3 separate regions of the Zea mays genome follow, and regions 1 and 3 are each linked to region 2. Evidence: chromatin contacts called from public Hi-C data. All regions are on one chromosome and are shown on one strand. The core of a region is the stretch at or near the end of the contact, and the rest is flanking DNA. Distances in the headings are between cores, read along the strand shown. Region 1 holds the start of LOC103650157 (cytochrome P450 709B2). Region 2 holds the start of LOC606413 (protein disulfide isomerase 6). Region 3 has its middle 19 kb from the start of LOC103650156.

Evidence for each region. Hi-C and Micro-C count contacts between places; a contact is called where the count stands out from the background.
Region 1: a Hi-C map of leaf shows a contact between it and region 2, with 8 times the contacts expected there. The contact joins the promoter of LOC103650157 here to the promoter of LOC606413 in region 2. A contact is called at or near these places in 2 of 25 Hi-C or Micro-C datasets (both in leaf).
Region 3: a contact with region 2 is called in a Hi-C map of leaf, with 3 times the contacts expected there. The contact joins the enhancer-like site here to the promoter of LOC606413 in region 2. A contact is called at or near these places in 2 of 25 Hi-C or Micro-C datasets (endosperm and leaf).

The regions. Positions count from the first base shown.
Region 1 is chr3:64,877,225-64,881,544 of Zm-B73-REFERENCE-NAM-5.0, reverse strand. LOC103650157 (cytochrome P450 709B2) reads left to right here and starts at 2,016. Exons shown (of 5, transcript XM_008675805.3): 1 at 2,016-2,342; 2 at 2,439-2,662; 3 at 2,778-3,031; 4 at 3,119-3,497; 5 at 3,570-4,219. The coding sequence starts at 2,063. The coding sequence ends at 4,004.
Region 2 is chr3:65,054,618-65,058,945 of Zm-B73-REFERENCE-NAM-5.0, reverse strand. LOC606413 (protein disulfide isomerase 6) reads right to left here and starts at 2,852. Exons shown (of 11, transcript NM_001112288.2): 1 at 2,576-2,852; 2 at 1,898-1,982; 3 at 1,595-1,692; 4 at 1,454-1,509; 5 at 1,125-1,242; 6 at 991-1,018; 7 at 780-871; 8 at 427-583; 9 at 228-352; 10 at 9-108. The coding sequence starts at 2,751. LOC103650159 reads left to right here and starts at 2,942. Exons shown (of 5, transcript XM_035966223.1): 1 at 2,942-3,416; 2 at 3,547-4,131; 3 at 4,236-4,328.
Region 3 is chr3:64,819,345-64,823,685 of Zm-B73-REFERENCE-NAM-5.0, reverse strand. No RefSeq gene overlaps it. Among protein-coding and RNA genes, the nearest start is that of LOC103650156, 19 kb to the right of the region's middle. Within about 2 kb of position 1,520, at least 15 of the 20 cell types and tissues checked have an H3K27ac peak or open chromatin away from gene starts, as enhancers often do. A contact at or near this core is called in leaf, where this site is marked.

The DNA of each region.
Region 1 (4,320 bases), core at 767-3,266, 180 kb after region 2:
AGTGGAGGAGGACGGTTGATCTTGTGCTTTTGGAGGCTCTTCGGATTCCTTAGGACACACATCCCCAATGGACATGTTCCTTAGCGCGATGTATGGAGCCTCTTCAATACCTATCTCATCAAGATCAACTTGCTCTACTTGAGAGCCGTTAGTTTCATCAAACACAACGTCACATGAGACTTCAACTAGTCCAGTGGACTTGTTAAAGACCCTATATGCCCTTGTGTTTGAGTCATAACCAAGTAAAAAGCCTTCTACAGTCTTAGGAGCAAATTTAGATTTTCTACCTCTTTTAACAAGAATAAAGCATTTGCTACCAAAAACTCTAAAATATGAAATATTGGGCTTTTTACCGGTTAGGAGTTCATAAGATGTCTTCTTGAGGATTCGGTGTAGATATAACCGGTTGATGGCGTAGCAAGCGGTATTGACCACCTCGGCCCAAAACCGATCCGAAGTCTTGTACTCATCAAGCATGGTCCTTGCCATGTCCAATAGAGTTCGATTCTTCCTCTCCACTACACCATTTTGTTGTGGCGTGTAGGGAGAGGAGAACTCATGCTTGATGCCCTCCTCCTCAAGAAAACCTTCAATTTGTGAGTTCTTGAACTCCGTCCCGTTGTCGCTTCTTATTTTCTTGATCCTTAATCCGAACTCATTTTGAGCCCGTCTCAAGAATCCCTTTAAGGTCTCTTGGGTTTGAGATTTTTCCTGTAAAAAGAATACCCAAGTGAAGCGAGAATAATCATCCACAATAACAAGACAGTACTTACTCCCGCCGATGCTTATGTAAGCGATCGGGCCGAATAGATCCATGTGCAGGAGCTCCAGTGGCCTGTCGGTCGTCATTATGTTCTTATGCGGATGATGAGAGCCAACTTGCTTCCCTGCTTGGCATGCGCTACAAATCCTGTCTTTCTCAAAATGAACATTTGTTAATCCTAAAATGTGTTCTCCCTTTAGAAGCTTGTGAACCTTTTACACCTGTATAATCTATACACTTGGGCAAACTAGTTAGTCCAATTATTTGTGTTGGGCAATTCAACCACCAAAATTAATTAGGGACTAGGTGTAAGCCTAATTCCCTTTCAGATGTGAAGGGCTGTAAAAGATAACGTTTATATCCGGTATGTACAGAATATTTTTCCCTTCACTGAAAAAAGTTCTTTGCATACCGGATGTAAAGAATCTCTTTTACAGTCCCTCACATATACCAACTGCTGGTCCATATAAATAGAAGAAAAACAAATTACTAAAGGATTATTTTGTAAATATTGATCTGTGTTTGTGGGCCTCCGAGTGGTGGATGTGAAGGGCTGTAAAATATAACGTTTATATCCGGTATGTACAGAATATTTTTCCCTTCACTGAAAAAAATTCTTTGCATACCGGATGTAAAGAATCTCTTTTACAGTCCCTCACATATACCAACTGCTGGTCCATATAAATAGAAGAAAAACAAATTACTAAAGGATTATTTTGTAAATATTGATCTGTGTTTGTGGGCCTCCGAGTGGTGGATGTGAAGGGCTGTAAAAGATAACGTTTATATTCGATATGTACAGAATATTTTTCCCTTCACTGAAAAAAGTTCTTTGCATAACGGATGTAAAGAATCTCTTTTACAGTCCCTCACTACCAACTGCTGGTCCATATAAATAGAAGAAAAACAAATTACTAAAGGATTATTTTGTAAATATTGATCTGTGTTTGTGGGCCTCCGAGTGGTGGATGTGAAGGGCTGTAAAAGATAACGTTTATATCCGGTATGTACAGAATATTTTTTCCTTCACTAAAAAAATTCTTTGCATACCGGATGTAAAGAATCTCTTTTACAGTCCCTCATATATACTAACTGCTGGTCCATATAAATAGAAGAAAAACAAATTACTAAAGGATTATTTTGTAAATATTGATATGTGTTTGTGGGTCTCCGAGTGGTGGATGTGAAGGGCCGTAAAAGATAACATTTATATCCGGTATAATATTTTTCCCTGTTCAGCTCATTCATATAAGTACACAGATAGCCACACAAGCAAACGCATCGATAAAGAAAAAAAAAATGGATGCTTTCATGGGGTCAGTGCTGGGTGCCCTCCTGGCCGTGCTCGCCTCCACGCTGCTGATCGGAGCGCTGTTCTTTCTGGTGTGGAAGCCCTACGTCGTCACCCGGTGGTTTCGGGGCCAGGGCATCGGGGGCCCAAGCTACAGGTTCCTCGTCGGCTCCCTGCCGGAGATCAAGCGGATGAAAGCCGCCGGCAGCAAGATCACACTCGACGTCGGCTCCCATGACTTCGTCCCCATCGTGCAGCCGCAGTACCGTAGATGGGTATCCGATTACGGTATGCACAGCGTCTAAATTAGCACGGGTGGCCTTCGTCTGGAGAATCGAATCGAATGATGTATGTTTCTGACAGAATGACTACCGTTCACTGCAGGGAAGACATTTCTGTACTGGTTCGGCGCGGTGCCGACCATCTGCGTCGCCGAGGTGGGCCTGGTGAAGCAGGTGCTCGCGGAGAGGACAGGCCTGTTCCCCAAGGACTACATGAACGACAGCATGGAGGTACTCCTTGGCAAGGGTCTCGTTCTCGCCAACGGCGAAGACTGGAAACGCCACCGCGAGGTGGTGCACCCGGCCTTCAAGCCCGACAAGCTCAAGGTCAGCCTGATATGATGTCTGAGACCAAGCATACCACCCTGATCCCACTGCATATGCAAATACAATGTGATCATTAAATTAATTACTGCGTCATTGTCATGTCGCATGTATGCAGACGATGTCGGTGGTCATGGCCGACCTGGTGCAGCGGATGATGCAGCAATGGCGATCTCAGATACAGCGGGCCAGCAACCATGAGGCTGAAATTGAACTCAGCAGCGAGTTCTCGGAGCTGACTTCAGATGTCATCGCGCACACGGCCTTCGGTACCAGCTACAAGGAGGGTAAGGAGGTGTTCGTCGCGCAGAAGGAGCTCCAAGAACTCACATTCTCGACATGGCTTGATATCCCTGCTCCTGCTTGTCTAAGGTTATTCAACTAATCGCTTCTTTGCATAAAGGCAATGGAATACTCAATAATCGAAATTCATTTGCATACATACGTATATGCATGAAGGAAACTGAAATTGCCAACTAGCAAGAGCAGCCGACGAGTTGAAGAGCTGGACAAGAAGGTGAGGAGCATGCTCATGGCGATAATCGAAGGGCGCCTTGCCGCGAGGGGCACCAGTGGATACGGCAACGATCTGCTCGGCCTGATGCTCCAAGCGCGCGCTCTGGAGCAAGAAGGGCACCAGATGCTCACCACGGAGGAGATCGTGGACGAGTGCAAGACCTTCATCTTCGCTGGGCAGGACACCACCTCGCACCTCCTCACCTGGACCATGTTCCTGCTTAGCAGGTACTCTGAGTGGCAACACAGGCTGAGGGAGGAGGTGCTGAGAGAGTGTGGCGATGCAGTGCCAAATCCGGACACAGTCACCAAGCTCAAACTGGTAAACCTAGCATATCCCCCTCCCGCCAGAAATTTGGAACCGGTCAATGTATTGATATCCATTGCCGTTCAGGTTAACATGGTTCTTCTCGAGTCATTGAGGCTCTACAGCCCCGTGGTGTTCATAAGAAGGGCCGTAGGCTCAGACATCCTGCTCCGCAGCACGAGGGTGCCCAAGGGAACAATGCTGTCGATACCAATTGCATTGCTGCACAGGGACAAGGATGTCTGGGGCCAAGATGCTGACGAGTTCAACCCTGACAGGTTCGAGCATGGCGTGTCCAATGCCGCTGCCAAACACCCCAATGCCCTGCTGTCCTTCTCCCAGGGGCCTAGGGCTTGCATCGGCCAGAACTTCGCGATGCTTGAGGCCCGTATCGGGATCGCCATGATCCTTCAGAGGTTCTCGTTTGAGCTCTCGCCAAACTATGTCCATGCACCCAAGGAAGCGGTCACCCTTATGCCCAGGTTCGGGCTTCCCATCATCCTGAGGAACCTTCACGATTGAGATGTGCTACCATAAATATATATACGCACTGCCACTTCCTTTTGCCCGAGGTTTGTCACACTAAACAAACACTTGTGGGTATTTGGTATGTCATTATGTGATGCTGTTGTATTTTTTTACTTTATTTACGGTTTGCTTTAGTTTCTTACGCAGAATGTAATGAATAAAAACTTGTCAGGGAGATTACCTGCAATAATTATAGTTGTGTTCCTACACTATAGCAGCATCGTACAAAGAAGACATACTGAATGATCGTACAAAGAAAACATACTAGAGAAGTGCGAATTGGAGACAATATTTTTTTTTCACCACGACA
Region 2 (4,328 bases), core at 1,603-4,102:
TTTCCCACCTTCTCCAAGATGCGATCAAGCCTCTTGGTTTCCTTCTCAGTATACTCGTTGCCTTTCTCTAGAATCTTCTTTGCGATGGTTACATAGACCTTTCCATGCCTGATTTATTACGCAATAAGGAAAATTCAACTCACTTAACTAATAACATTCTTATAACGTTAATTGAGATCAATGAATAGCTCAAGGCAGATAGGCCAATAACTAAGGGAAGAGTTTACCTTGCAGCAGAACCACTGAGCTTATCTGCCTCCTCCTCCATACTGGAGAGGACTTCCTTTCGCTTGTCACCGGAAGCACCAAGGAACTCCTTAGCCAGGACATCCAGACTTGCTATACGGCCAGCCTAATAAAATAATTGATTCAGAGTTAGTGTTTTGCCTGAATTCACAAATGCAGTATTGTGCACACATAACCAACCTCTGAGGTTAGTTGACCCTTTGTGTCACGGCTGGTACCACTCTTCTCGTTAATGAACTTGACAAAGTCAACCAAGTCCCTATCGCCATCATAATCTTCACCAGCTTTGTTTCCCTTTGGGAAAAACTTCAAGGTAGGAAATCCACTAACTCCATACCTGATGTAGTGTGATAAGTACAGTATATTGCGTATAGAACAAGTCAGAAATAATAAGGTGTTATTTGTTGCAAACAAATACTAGTGACTAGTATTCAAAGGGAAACAAGATCATGCTCCAGTGCTAGCTGCTAGGTAACACAAATAGGGAAACAGATGCAGATAAAGCATATGTGAATGTAAGACACAGAACATACTTCTCAGCCAAATCCCTGTGTTTGTCAGCGTCAAGGTTAGCAATAACAACTCCTTCATCCAACTTGAAAACAGAAGCCACCTTCTCATACGTCTGAAACAATAAAGATTATGATTAGACATATCAGAAATGATGAAGATCGCCAAGGGTGCTTACAAGAGTAAAACCACAATAGAATGTGTCAAGAACTCAAACGAGAACCATGTACTAACCGGTGCAAGACTCTTGCAGTGACCACACCTGTAGATAAGACAAGTACATAATCCATTAGATTCACTGAGCAAAGATAACAGATTGATGGCACAAAAGATAATGGCGAAGTTCTTAACAAAACCCAGTAACCTACCATGGGGCATAGAACTCAACAAGGACATCTTTGGTTTCATCAAGGACAATTGAGTCAAAGGTCTCTGGGGTGAGAACCACAACACTTGAAGGAATGGTTGCCAGCTTTACATTTGTGCCTGAAAAATCCAGAATCCAATGAATTTAGACATTGATTAATGGAGAAATATGATTACTGCGATAATGCATAACTTTGTTATTTTTTTGTGAAAACTTGAAATGTAGTCTGTGACATTCTTATATACAATAAGCACATTGAATATAAAAAAGTGAAGCTGCTTGGTAAAGCAACAGATTCACAGTATTACAGAGAACATGTTAAATTCCCACCTCCTTCAGTATTGAGAAATTCAGCAAGGGCTTCTGCAGTGCGTTGTCCTTCATACCTAATTTGCCAAAGGAATTTCTGTCAGAATTCACAGAACTTGGTAAACAAAGGATATGGAAAAATTTAAACACGCGCTCCCTCACTTTTTGGGCTCCAAGGATCCTTTCGGGAACCATTGGATTGTTGGATACCCGGAAACTCCATACTTGCTGCACAAACTCTTGTGCTCATCACAATCAACCTAAAAAAAGAAACCAGATTTTAAGATAAGTGAATGATTTTATGAAACCGCAAAAAGTGCAGAAGAAATGTCATAGCCATGTGTCAATAATTTTCTTATCTCACATAGTGGAATAAAAGGACATATAATATCTAAGTAATGCTGAGAGATTCATCAGGTAGAGAACCAATTTAATTCTTCATGTGTATGACAGATATACATATACCTTAGCAATCAAGACAGATTTAGCTTTCTTAAAACTTGCACCAAGTCTTTCATACTCAGGAGCAAGCTTCTTGCAGTGACCACACCTAAACAAACAAATCAAGCAGATGATTAAAACCAGAATTTATGAAACGTTGACCTGCTGATGCAGAGAAATAATAAATTCCAAGTACAGTTCTATGTTACTGAATTCCAGGGTATTATACTATTGCAGAAGATAAAACTGCAGAGGTTAAAAGTGCACGGTCAAACGAGAGATCCCACTTGTTTTGTATACCCAAGCCTACACACTAGAAGATGAATCTGTGATCTACAACATTTTTACACGTGGGAGACAAACGGCCAAATATTAAGACAGTTCAAGTGCATATATGCCACCAGTCTGCCAAGCCTATAAAATGATCAATTCACTACGTGAATTAAAATATCCATCCATAACGATCTTATTTCTAGCGGATCCCACAACTGATTGAAAAAAATACAGGAAAACACGATTTCTACCCACAATTGGATCAGCTCGAGAACTACCGCCCCATCCATGTCCGCAAATATCCAAATTTCGGGACCTACTGCGGTACCAGTAACCCCAACCACAGTCCACAGATCTAGTCCCGCATTCCCGTACGATCTATCGAAATACAATCCAGCGTGGTAGAGAACAAAGGGAGCGAGCTCAAACCAGGGGGCGTAGAACTCGACGAGGGCGCCGCGGTCCTTTCCGACCTCCTTCTCGAACGTGGATTCGGTAAGGGCCACCACGTCGTCGCCGTCCGCAAGCGCAGCTGGGGCGGCGGCGAAGGCGGCGGCCAGGAGAAGGATGGCCAGGAATATGCGTGAGATCTGGGAGATCGCCATGGCTGGGTCTCTGGGAAGCAGACGAAGGGAAGTCTTCTGCTACTTCGTCCCCACTTGTGTCCTTTTATATAAACCAGAAATAATCTCCATATAAATAAATCAGAAATACACTACAGCTTTTTAAACGTGCAACCTTACCTTGTTTTAGGTTGTCACATGCCCGTGATTTCGTGCGTGTGAGTGGTATCTCACTCGACCATATTGTTTTCTCTTTCCTTTTTAATCACACTAACATATGGTGCCACTCGAACATACGGTAGATTAGACTAACACTACAAGTATGAAGAAAAAGAGGTCGACAACGATGGTGTTGAGCACCAAGCGTACGAACTGTGTTCGGCTAGGCGGCGCCTAGGCGCTAATCGGTGGGCTGCCGCGTAGCCTAGGGCGTTGTGCGCTGTTTAGGCGGGCGCATCGCCTAGGCGGCGCTCAGCCGCGCCTCCGTGGCGACTTTGCGGCGCGCAGGCGCCGTAGGCGGGCGGCGGGAGCGCGCGGCGTTTTTTTAGCGGAAGCGCGCAGGATTTTTAGCAGGAGCGCGTGCCGGGCCGACCTGCTCCCGCGTGGGAAAATCCATGCGCTGCTCCCGCTCGGCCTCCCTCCTCCACACGCGAACTTGGCCTCCGGCTACTCCCCCGCCGGCTGCTCCCCTTCCTGCTCCCCCGCCGGTGAGTTCTCCTCCCCCGACGGCTGCTCCCCTCCCTGCTCATCCCCCTCCTCCAGCCGCTCCCCTGCTAACCGCCTCCCCTGCTTTCCTCCCCTGCTAACTTGGCCTCCCTACTTTCCTACTTGTACAAGAGAAATGATAGCCTGCGGTGTACAAGTGAAAGGATTAAGGATGTCATCAGAAACTGCAGCTGCACCTTCTGAAACTGAAGCAGCTAGAGCGAATCTCCTAAAAAGAAATTCAGATGATGTTGGATGGGAATATGGTGTTCTGGTTGATGCTAACAACAAAGACAAGGTGAAGTGTAAGTTCTGTGACAAGGAGATGAGGGGAGGGATTTATAGGTTGAAGGAGCATCTTGCCCATGTTGGAAAGAATGTGAAGAAATGCACGTCTGCAACACCGCAAGCTCTAGAGGCTAAAGAGAAGTGCAAGAAAGCAATAGAGGCTGCAAAAAAGGAAGAGGGAGGAGAAGACTGTTCGTGAGCTAGAACTTGGAGAGGAAGTGAATGTATCTAGGGTTGGAGAGGAGTTAGAAGAAGTCACTTGTGTTGGAAGCTCACAACCTCACAAATTAGGGCCAATTGACAAATGGACACGTGCTATTGATCCTACTAAGGCTGATTCTTTCAAACAACAGCAGCTGAACAAGGAACTGTGGAAAGAAAGAGAGCATGAGGTGTACAAGTTTATTGCAAGATGGGCCTATAATCGTGGTAAATTGCTAGTATACTATGCTGTTTTCACATTTTAAAATTCATTATTTGCTGTTATTCATGAACTGGACACTAATTAGACTTCATTTTTTAATCATTGGCAGGAATACCTTTCAATGCATGTGACAATGATGAGTTCAAGCAAATGTGTGAAGCAATTGGACAATTTGGACCAGGACTTACACCTCCAACTCAAG
Region 3 (4,341 bases), core at 271-2,770, 230 kb after region 2:
CCAAAGGTGGGAGTTCATGTGATGTGTAAGGCTGATCAACAATAGGGGGTTAAAGCTGAGCATTGCTTTTAATAAGTTGGTCAAATTTTATTAGCAATTACTAGATGTAAGTAAATACCAAACCATAATAAGAATAGAACAAAATTAATAAATAATCTCATGCAATGCAAATGACAAATTGAATTTAGTTCCATACTTTAATCATGCGAGAGTCCTCAGCTGCTCATGACCGCGAGCACGGCTAGTATACTAGTTTTACACTCTGCAGAGGTTGTACCCTGTACCCACTAGTCATGTTACCCATCTGCAAGGGATCGCGACTCCCATACACCTCTACCAAGAAAGCGAGGCACAGTAACACTATGAGGCCTTTACAAAGTTCCACTAGCTTCAGAAAACCCGCTACAGTTTCTAGGAAGAGCAATGCAGGAATCCCCCGTCTGACCGCCAACGTAGCAAAATCAACCCAGGAACCTCCCTACACGCCTACTCCCCTACTGCCCTTGCCCATATCAGGTAAGGTAGTCCTCCACTAGATTTCCTAGTTAGTCAGCCAAGGGCGTCCAATTCCACCCTTGTGGTGGCACGTGTTTCTCAAGTTAAGCTCCATGTTCCAATTAAAAATAATGATCTTGACATGAATAATAAAATAACAAAATAATTGAAACATAGACATAATGTAATAATAATCCCAAAACCATATAGAACAATAGCAAAACTACCCAAATGATTCAGGGGTGAACAAGGTAAAAGGATAACCAGTCTAGGGTTACCTATTGGGTCCCATCAAAATTATACCAATGCAGGAATAAATGATAATAAAGAACATTATTGGGTAATAAAAGTGGTTAAGGGCACAACTTGTCTTCAATGAGCTCCTGCTCAACAGCTTCTACCTGCTGAACTCCGGGATCCTCAACCACTGGCTCTTCTACTCGCCACAATACAAACAAGCATAGTATAAAAAGGAAATTAACATCACACTAAACATGTATACAAAGTACATATTAATAATCTACATATTGAAATAAGATCATAGGAACATGAATCATTAATTTTGGAGTTATGGAATTTAAGTTATGAATTTCCAAATGTTCTATGTATTTGATACAAGATTAATTAAGAGATAAATTTTAATACAATTTTCATGTCAAAAGAGACACTATGTGATGCACAATATTATTACAAAATTATAGAAACTAGATTAGACAAATTTGGACTTAATATGAATTTTCTATGGATTAAACAAATTCTAGCAATTATTTTTACATTAAAAATACATTTCCATATTTATTTATCCAATTTATCTGTTCTCTGGACTGCGCGTCAATTTCTGAAAAGTGCAGGGGCTTCCTTGTAAGTATCCCGAGACTCAGTGAACACCGGCGATGGACGACCGGTTTGTTTCCCTAAAACATAGGGTTCTATTTGTAAAGTCAGCGATCCGAAGGGGTATCAGCCAAGATGGACCACCCAATCAATTTTCTACGGTTAAGATTAGATTCTAATTTCATCGAATCGATACGCAATAGTAACCACCGGATCGGAAACCAACGGTGTCGATCACATCTCATTTCATAACTGTGCTAATCCATCCGATCGCTGATCAGCAGTTTAGATTTGGTATCCGACCAATTAATTTGGACCCTTCATCCCAATACGGATGGCATAGGAGCCGTACTCCCCCACGACGCCCAACACGGCGACGCTGCCAGCTAGTGCGGCAAAATCCTAGTTTGAATCACGCTACGCTACGCCGAGAGGAAAAAGAACAAACTGGTACTCAACTTACTTCGGTTCACGGTGAAGATCCCCCCTGTCCACGAGGCAGCGCGGATCCGTGGCAGGTCTTCAACCACGGCGAGAATTCCGCCCGCTACGACCGGTTTCACCGCCCGCCTACGGTTTGCGCACCCTCGGTAAGATTGGGCGAAGATCCTGATATCCTAATTCGGACCCAATTGGGATCGGCAACGAGCTGATGGCTCCACGGCGACCCGCTTCTCCCCTTACTCACTTCTCATAGTAATGGCAGCGACGATTTGGTTCCTGCGCTCACGCACGAAGGTAGTGGAGGGAAGGAAAGGGGGCGCAACATATAGGAACGTGGCGGACAAGGTCACACAACGTGCTCCGGGGTTCGCGGCGCACTCCGCCATGGCCGGAGCTCCGTTGAGGCGAAGTCGCGGAACGGTTGAGGCGGCTGACTAACAGACCCCACTTTTCGGCGAAACGCGGAGAGCGCGCGTGATGGCTAGTTGGGTCCCACTCGTCAGCGTGACGGCGCGCGCGGGGAAAGGGATCCTGGGCCGCACGGGGAATGAACGTTAGTGGGCCGAGTGAACAGAAGCTGGCCTAGGCACGTTTTCTCTTTTTTTTTCTTTTTTCTTTTCTAATTTCTTTTTATTTTCAAATTCATAATTTGAATTCCCATTCAAATTCAAACTTTGTGGTAAATTTGTTTTATCATTAAATATTCATCTTAGACATGATATGAGTGAATTTATCTATTTTTAATATTTATTTCATGATAACTTGTGCTCTCTTTCTGTAATTCTAGAATCCCAATTTAAGTCTTAAATTCTAATTTGGGTACTAATATATTTCTATTTACATTATTTTTATATTGTCACCGAATGCACACAATAAAACCCCAGCATGATGCACATATTGTTTTAGGTGTCATTAGCTATTTATTAACTTTAAAGGTGGTTTTTCATATGCTCCATTAAATAGAGGCAAGACACTCAAGAAATTCATCTACTATCATATGATTTATAAATTTGGGTATTACAGTATAATACAAGTTCTCATTGTAACATCTACCCTTGAGCTATAAAAGGGCAAGACAACCCCATCCAAAGACATCCGACGGCTTCACACAAGCATCCAACTGTAACACACTCCGAGCAATACTACTGTCAGCACTGCACTGGACTAGGGTTCCGGCCTGAACTAGTATAACCCTTTCGCGCTCAGATCCACTTTTGAGCCTCCGTAACTTACCATTCGGAGCGAGTCCGCGCTAACACTCCTGCCGAACACAAATTTTATTGTCCCGTGGGTTCAGAAACCACAACAACAATCTTGTCTTGTTTTCCAATACTGTGTCCAAACATCCAAAAGTTCAAAATACACAAGATAGTACTTAAGCATCAACTAATGACTAGATATTCTTGCAAATGATCGATGAACACAACAGATTTCTCAAAATAGCCATAAATGAGTTTGTGAGGAAAATTCTCCAAAGTCGGGAAAATGAGCTTTTAATATTAATGGAGATGAAGAAAACGCTCAAACTAAAAACTTCTCATTAGCCAATGATTATATGTTTTGAAAAAGTTCGTGATGCATACATGAGTCCAACAAAACAAATGAATTGCAAGACAGAAATTGAAGATCCGGAAGTTACCAAAACAATGCCCAGTTTCTAGCAGCCCGAATCAAGGTTCTAAAATTCAAAATCAATCCAAACGAATTCCGAGTGACCTTCACAAGTAAGTTTGAAAGATGTCCACAAAATTTGAGATAAAAAGATTGAAACTTAAAAAGTCATATTGAAACATACGAATTTGAATCAAGGTTTTCTCAAAATGGTTTAAGGGATTAGAAAATTTTTCTCAAGGTGGATCGTTCCATATATACCACTTGCCATTGATCCTATGAGGTCCTAGAATGTCATTTCTATCTAATGAACCCAATAACTCAAAATCATAATAGGTCGCAGACGCAACTTCCCAGTACATATCAAAAGTCATTTGTGATTTTATATCATGCATGCCCTCTATATGTTTTAATAAATTGTGTATTATATGTCATGCATTATGCCAAACAATCTCAAGGTTCACTATTAAATGGATTCTACATTTATGAGTACCTCAGAGGGTACGACAAATTTAGCAATGGCTATAAACAACTACGAATTAACAAGACTAGGGGCAAAAGGACCGAGTCGCCTAGGATCAAATATCAAGAATCATAATTGGCATTTATGGATTTGTCATGCATACATGTGTGCACCCAAAAGGAAGGTTCTTCAAATATGACTATGAGAGGGAACGTATGTTTGACGAGAAATAAGGGAATACAAAAAAACTAGGAGAAGCTACAGTTAAGGGATTACAAGATGATAATGGTTTTTTATTAGAAAATAGCACACTATATAAAATATTTGAAGTATTAGTACCACATAAAGTTATATACAAGATATATAAGTTGTATTGTTGGTGTTATGATGATAACGAGACACGAATATAATATATTGTATATGTTTAATTTTTGAAAACCCAATTTGAATTTAAATCTAAATTCGAAAAATGGTGGGAAACTATTTTAAAATTT